2 separate regions of the Gossypium hirsutum genome follow, and region 1 is linked to region 2. A link is a contact called in public Hi-C data. All regions are on one chromosome and are shown on one strand. The core of a region is the stretch at or near the end of the contact, and the rest is flanking DNA. Distances in the headings are between cores, read along the strand shown. Region 1 has its middle 45 kb from the start of LOC121207711. Region 2 has its middle 18 kb from the start of LOC107934532.

Evidence for each region. Hi-C and Micro-C count contacts between places; a contact is called where the count stands out from the background.
Region 1: a Hi-C map of hypocotyl shows a contact between it and region 2, with 1.7 times the contacts expected there. The contact joins two enhancer-like sites. A contact is called at or near these places in 2 of 34 Hi-C or Micro-C datasets (hypocotyl and leaf).

What each region holds. Positions count from the first base shown.
Region 1 is chrA10:110,912,425-110,916,858 of Gossypium_hirsutum_v2.1, forward strand. No RefSeq gene overlaps it. Among protein-coding and RNA genes, the nearest start is that of LOC121207711, 45 kb to the left of the region's middle. Within about 2 kb of position 2,742, at least 2 of the 9 cell types and tissues checked have an H3K27ac peak or open chromatin away from gene starts, as enhancers often do. A contact at or near this core is called in hypocotyl and leaf, where this site is marked.
Region 2 is chrA10:110,801,044-110,805,004 of Gossypium_hirsutum_v2.1, forward strand. It overlaps the pseudogene LOC121208099. Among protein-coding and RNA genes, the nearest start is that of LOC107934532, 18 kb to the left of the region's middle. Within about 2 kb of position 1,913, at least 8 of the 9 cell types and tissues checked have an H3K27ac peak or open chromatin away from gene starts, as enhancers often do. A contact at or near this core is called in hypocotyl and leaf, where this site is marked.

The DNA.
Region 1 (4,434 bases), core at 1,492-3,991, 110 kb after region 2:
GAGTTTCGTTCCTCATGATTCATTGCTGCCAATAATCTCCAAATTAATACTAAAAAAAGACTACATTGACTTAGATCAACTTTAACAATTGCTACTAACCCGTGCAAAATCTCACTACATCTACTTACCTAGCCGCACGAAGAGATTAGAAATTCGAAGCACCATGATTTGAATGGAAGATTATGACAGAAACTAGAAGAAAAGAAAAAGAAAGTTTTTGACAGAAGGAAAACAAAAGAACGTCAAAAAGAGGAAAAGTTTTGGGAAAAATAAAATAAAATAAAAATATGTCAAAATTTAGCACATATCTTAACTTCACCCACTACTCTAGTAACAACCCAACTATCTCGGAATTTCACTACCATCGAACTTCTATCAAACTGAAGTAAAAATAAATATTCACGCTCACACGGGGATTCAAACACAAACCTTAAGCAAGATAAGACATTACCACTCAAATCAGCAGGTTCATTTTGATATGACTTGACTAACAATAAAATAAAAGCCAAACTGCCAAGGATAAGGCTAGGGTCAAAAATAACAAAATTTTTCAAAAGTGAAACTTAAACCCAAGACCTCATACGCACACCCACATCATTTAACCACTAAAGCAGATACATATTTATGATCAAACTCACAGAAACAAAGTTAAATTAGTCAGGGCGTTACAACAATTCCCATGTCAATCGAGCTAAGACTCAATTAGCTTCATCTCCATAATTTTCACTATTCATAAAGTAGATAATTTTCCTTTTAGCAAATTACTTCTAATGAGTAGTGAAAGTCAATTTATCCATTTTCCATTATAAGCCTTTCATTAATTAAATTTTATATGTATATGATTCAAATAACATCTATGAAAATTTTCTAATTTGACCATTTTGATTACTAACAAAGTCTATCTCATATAAACATCAAATTAAATACTTTTAAATGGCAACAACTTTTATTGCCCATTTACGTTGAATACATCAGACTTATAATTTAATATAGAGAAAGTATTGTATGAAATAAGGATATTTTCCCTTTTCCAATCATTTAATGTCTTATCAACAATTTCATCATGAATTTTAGGATTTTCGTTTGAATTTGATTTTTTTTCAAGATGAAAATGTTGATGTGATATTAAATTATTGGAAAAGGGATACAGATAATATGGTATCAATGTTTCATACAATCTTTTCCCATTTAATATAACCCCATTTTTACAATAATAAAAATTATAATAAATAGTAATACCTAATAAAAACAATAAATGCTTACACACAAGCACCTTAATTTGTATCGCTTAATTCTAACATTAATTGAGTAAATAATATGAGTGAAAATCTTACACTCAAGTGTGAGAAAAAAGCTTTACAATGAAAGTAAAATAGCGATAAAAAAACATTCAATTGAATTCTGAAACGTTAAAATTTTTATCAATTAAATTGTTTGGCCATTAACTTTTAACAATTGACTAATAAAGTGTAATGATTGCTTTTGTTTTATGTTTGGGGCAATTTTTGTCACATATCATGTTCGAATTGTGTTATGTTATCAAAAAATAATAATTTCATTTTAAATTTTTTAAAAGAATTAAAAATTATAAAAAAATATAAAAAATCAGAAATTTTATAAAAATATAAAAATGATAAAAGTATAAAAGTGCAAAAATTAGAAATATATAGAAAATTGAAAAGATATATATATTTGCAAAATAGAAATTATAAAAAAAAATTAAATCTCTAATTTAAATATAGCCTTTATTATGACTTACCCTCTCAACCTCTTTCATTGCTCGTCACTCTTTTTTCTAAAAAACCTGTCTATGTATATAATCGCTTCACAATCATCATTATCAAATCAAAATATATGTAGAAATCACGAAAAAAAATGATGAAATTTGAGCCAAAGATGCTGCCATTGTCATTGTTTGTGATAACATTATATTGTTAATGATGGTTTGCATGGAAATGGGAAATTTTGGGGGTTTTATAATTTTTTTCATCTATTTTAATAACCTTTAAATATTTTTAATCTTTTACATAGTTTTTATGGTTTTTAAACAATTTTATAATTTGTTATATTTTTCTTAATCATTTATGATTTTTTTATTTTTTAATATTTTGCAATTTCATAATTTTTATAATTTCTAATTTTATATATTTTTTATCATTTATAAAAATATTTATAATATAAGTTCTATAATTCTTTATATTTATTGCACTTCTATATATTTTTCTATTTGTTATAATTTTTGTAATCTTGTAATCTTTTTTACAACTCATATATATTTTATGATTTTGTATACTTTAATGATTTTAAAGGAAAAAATACTTTCCTTTTCGCCATATGACACATAATAATAATTCAAAAAGAACTAAAAAACATAATTATTACACTTTAATAATTAACCATTAAAAAAATAAAAAAAATTCGCCATCAAAAACTCAATTAGATGCCTATTGTTTTAAAGCCTTGATTAAATAAATTTTTTTTCTAAATAACAGCCGCTCCTTCGAGTCTAAAATCTATTAAAAGAAAACAACATGCATTGCTTATTTGTAAAGTATAATAAAATCTATGAAAAAGAAAAAGATAAAATGTGACATTTTTTGCTGTTCATAAAGTTGATTGATATCCACAATTAAATGGAATAAATAAAGAAAAAGAAATGTAAAAAATATAGTACTAGGTTGCTGGCCATGAGTAGGGCAGAAAAGCCCCACTCACTCACCTTTCGCTGTATCCCTCATCAATTCTTAGCTAGTTGGCCACACGGCCTTAACATTACCCATTTATTACTTCAAACTTTTTTTATATATATTTAAATCTTATAGTCATAATAATTTTTTAAGTTAAAAATATTTTTTAAAAACCTTTACGAAAAATGCTTTTAAATCCAAATGCAAAAAGTTATAATTTTTTTATGTTTGGAAAAACAATTTTAAAGTCTGATTGAAAAGCGTAAAAAAACTCTGATAAAATATATTATATTTATTTGGTATAAAATTATCCACATTTCATAAATAAACAATGATTGAAAAGCGTAACAAAATTCTGATAAGAAGTTTATAATTATAAATAGTAATAAATATTTCAATATTTTATACCTTCAATCATTTATTTGAAAATTTGGCACGATATATGAAAGTTTGTATTATAATCAATATAAATTAATACAACAATTTTAAAATTCAAAAGAGCTTTTCTTTTTTTTTTTTACAAAAATTCAAAAGAACCTGTAATATGAATTTTGGGACTAATTTGTATGAAGGTTTCCAAAAGAAATATGCTTGTTAAAAACCACTTTTCGTCAAGATCACCATAATTTTGGGTTTGTTTACTTAAACCCTCAAAATTTCTAAAAGTTACATGTTTGGAAAATCTTATTTCTTTTCTTTTATTATTAAATTAATAAACATGCCATCATAATTAAAAGAAAATAATTTGATTATATAAAAAAGTCATCATTATGTATTATTACAATAGCGAATTAAAATGTGACAAATGTCACCCGTACAACTAATCTAGAACTAAATGTTACCATACATTTCAATATGCTATTATATATATATATATTAGATTTGTAATAGTTATATTTTAATATTTAAGATATAATTATTAATTGCTTAATTTTATACATCAGAGTATTAATAAATTATTTTTTTATATTTTTACTGAAATATTATAATGTTAACAAATTTAAACATTATCTAAATAAACAAAAATAGATTATAAGACACATAAAAAAAGTCAAAGAAGCATTAATATCGTTTCTCTTACTCCACAATAGTCAATTGTGGGGTTAAAGTCAGTGATACGAGGTTATTATGTGACATACTTATTGATCCAAATAAAAGTTCTCAACCCTTATTCCTTATGTTTTGTACATTATGCATCATCTTATGGGAGTTGGGACCCTGAATGGCCATATTTTATTATCTCTCTTATAAAAGATGAGAGATTGATGAAATTATTTTGTTTATTTATTCAAATGATGGGAAACTAATATGACCCTTTTTCTTTAACCTTTTGTGTTAATTATCTATTTCATTCAATCATATCAAATATTCCAAGTATTTTGATGCTGGGTGTTGGATGTAATTTTATTTTATTTTTGGATGTCTTCACAGCTGGTAATTGAATATATATATATATAAAGTTTGATAAAGTAAAAAGAAGAAGAAGAAGAAAGAAACAACAAAAGTTTGTAGTATTCAACTATATGCATGATGTTTGACACCAATTATTTGTCTAGTGAAAAATATTATAGGTGATTTTTTTTAAAATTTTTTAAAGTATTTATTGAAGCAAACTTAATAATTAATCATTTGTATTCTGTAAGTCTATTAAAAAAATAGATATTAGCCACGAAATTTAAACCTAATCTATTATATATTTTATTTCAAAGGTTGAGAGATATACTTAGCATTCGGGGTTAATAAATGT
Region 2 (3,961 bases), core at 663-3,162:
TTGAAAAAGAAAGAAAGAAAGTATTGGAACTAATTTATTTGAATAGAGAATATAAATGATATAATTAAGATGTGTGATCTTATCAATTATTTTAGTTTAACAAATTTGACCCGATTGATGCACAAATAAAGTAATAAATAATTTGTATTTAAATTTTTAATTAACATTAATTTTGAATTTAAATTTTATTATAGAATAGAAAAGTAGTAATATTTTTTATTATTCAAAAATCTAACTCTACTCATTCAAACCACATACACCTTTTATTACAAATATTTTTTCAGAATTTGGATTTTTCTGTTTGCATATACCTAAACCCAACGAATATTTTTCAAAGTTTAAGCTTTTAGAATGTAGCTTTAAGGCATCATCAACTCAACTTGATTCACAGTGTGAAATTATGGTGGATTGGTTGACCAAACTTGGGCTTGAAATCCTTGAATAAGGCCCCCATTTATAATTGGTCTAAGCCTACGGGCCTAGTAAGCCACTCATCCTAAATGAGTATAAAATTTGTTCTGTAATTCTTTACTTGATAAAAATTGATAAAAGTATCATACGTTTTGTATTAGAAGTTAAAATGTATTTTGTTCCCTCAAATAAATTAGTAAATTAATCTTTATACATTAGATCAAAGAGTAAATTAGTAATTTTTATTAAAAATTTCATTTATTTGTACTGTTAAAAACAAGCGTGCATAACCAAATAACCAGACAATGACACATGGCGTGCCACATGCACGTCATGTTGACATATAGAGACCAATTTTTAAAAGTAAAAATAGATGAGCTTTATAACAAAAATGACTAAGTTGCTCTTTAATCTAATGTACAAATACTAATTTACTATTTTTTTAATAGAAGGGGCAAAATACAACCTAACTCCTATTACAAGGGTCTCCATGGTACTTAGAATTATTAACATTTGAGTATATTTCTTAGATGTAAGTTAACATGAAATGCTTGATGGATTGAAAATCAATCAAATCCTTATTATACTTGCATTTGGTTCACATTATGTAACATTCCACAAGAAATCTCACATTTCTAAACAATATCGAAATATAAAGTATAATCTTAATACTTTACATTCTTTAAGCTATTTCAGATTACAGGTGGAATTAAAAAATTTGGATAAATTTACCCTTTTTTTATTATTTCAAACAATTTCATTCTTTTTTCTTAAATAAAATTTAAGTCTAATTAAAAACAAAACCCTCTCTTTCTCTTAACAATGAAACCATAGATGTTTTTTTTAAAAAATTATAATTATTATATGTACTATTAGTATGTTAATTATGATCAATAAATTATGGTTAGTGATATAATTACTTTTCTTAATTATTGTAATTATTATTTATAAAATTATTTCAAAATATAAGATGTAATAAAAATAAGACTTACCATAATTTAATGAAAAATAAGACTAAAAAAGTATTAAAGGAATTAAATTTAATGTTATAAAAACAAATTCTATAACAACAATTTAGTAAAATATTTTTTTAGGTAATATTATACTCCGTCAACCAAACATTAAAATATTACATTCCAACTGAGTGAACCAAATAAGGTAATATAACATAATCGATATTCCATACTATAATCTTACATTCTCGTAATTTTATTATTAAAGGTAATTTACATTCTTTAAATTAAACACACTCCTAAGAGGAAGGGCGAAATAAAGAATTTGATATGAAAGGATCGGAATAAAATTATAGAATTTTGGAGGCAAAACTAAATTTTTTTGTTTTGAAAATTGAAAAATTAATGATTGGGAGGGCCAAACTATTATCAACACAAGGTTATCATCATTATATAAATTACCATAAGGTTTCTTATCCTTCCCGGCCGATGAGGAATCGAAGCACGTTGTCTTATCTATCTTTGACACTTGGCGTAACATCATGTTAGTTCCTCAGCCTTCACAATCACACTAGAGTTTGTGAACTCAGCTTAACCATACTTGAATTTCAGATATGAACAACATATATTTTAAAGTTTCTTGAAACATATTAAAAAAAAATAAAGAATCAAAGCAAGATAGATCCAAATGGTCAATGACTTGTTCCAATTTGCTACACATGAGGAAGATGCCAAAAGATGCATGGCCCAGTAATTAAAACCCTCATTCCTCCATATACCAATCAATTAGAGTCTAATATAAGTATATTCTGAAAGCATATGCTTTTTCATGTGAATTATTCCTCAGAATATGCTTTTTATTGAAGTGTGGATGATGTTAGCAAAGACTTGCAGGTTTGGACCAAAATGGATAATCCTACATTATCAACATATTCTCTTGATTTTACATGCAAGATTGGATATGTTCTTTTTCTTTTCATGAAAATGCATTATTGAATGTGTTTGTTTATGGTCATCTAAGCCATTTTTCATCTCGCCAATTCTTTGTTCAAGCAGTTTTTGGATAATCGAACCGATAGAATACACCCGCAGAAATGATGTTTAGATGACCATCAACAAACAACTTCATCTTATTGCATCAAGTGTTCAAGATTTAAGGTTTTGTTACGGTTTAAAACCACCTTTTCCAATCAACATTCTTTCCATCTCTACAAAAGTTTCGAGTGCCAAATCTTTCCATAAAGGTGAAATCAAGAATTTTATGTTGGGGGTCGGAATATAAAGGAGACGAATGGGATGGAGTTAGAAGTGACTGGAGATTCAAATCGAAACTGTAATGGGATGAGCTATTTTGCGGTTGTTATTCTCTTTGGTCAACTGTTTTACACTTGCGATAAACACGACACGAAAGAAAACATGTCATGATTGCCGAAGAACTTGGTTTCAGAGAAGCAATTCAGAACTGAAAAAAAGGGTAAGATTCTTTTGTTCTTCATGGAGTGAAACTCCCAGCTACTTGTCTTAGCTCTTTGATATTATCTTAGGCTTTCCAATGTTTCCTTTTGTCGGAACTTCCAATGCTTTGTTTGTTCAAACTGAAGATGGATTAAGTGTCATCAGTTGAAGTATATCAATCTATCTATCTGTCTATCTATATATATGTATATAATCAACTTTAATGGCAATCAATTTGGAAGCAAGAATAGCAATGGTCCAAAGGATACATATGATTTATGTTTCCGCCATGGTGGGAAAGTTTTTGTCTTGTGAAAGTCAATAATATTGTTTAGGAGCACTCAAAAAAGTTACAAAATTTTAGGGGACAAAGCTAAAATATTACCTTCAAAAATTTAAAATTTACTATTTTAGGTATCAAAGATAAAAAATAGTTAAATAGAATTATTAATTTTTTAGAAAGGTTAAAATATAAATTTTCCGTTTAATTAACAGCTATAATTTTTTAAAAAAGGCAAAGCAATTTTTATTAATTTTTAAAATTTAAATTGCAGAGAAGTTGATTTCTAAATTAGCAATTTAATTAAAGATTTTAACTGCATTACTTATTTGGTTAGTATAATAAATTTATAATTAACCCGTACAAACGAGAATAATATGTACAGAGAAAAAATTAAACATGGTTTTTGGAACTAGCTAGATCGATAACGGTCAGGATATCGGTTCGTGGTTGGAAATAAGAGGTTAAATCAATTGGTTCGTAAATCAATATGGACCGGATTAAAAAATAAGTTTGAATGTATAATTAAATCAATTGAATTAAATTTTTAATATATTTTTTTCATTTTTATGAATTTTTAATCAAATTAGATGAATCGATTTAACTAAAGAACAAATAATCTAACTAATTCAACCATTAATCTAATTTTCTAGAATATATATTTAAAAATTTAAGATTTTTTTTACAATTTTCTAAAACTTAAATACCTATTTTAATTTATACAAAATTTTTAATTTTTATATATTATTTTGAAATTTATATTTATATTCTAGATTTTTATAAAATAATATGGGTAAACTACAAAAATAGTCACTTTTATTTGCCTTAGATTACATTTTAGTCACTTTAAGTTTGAATGTTA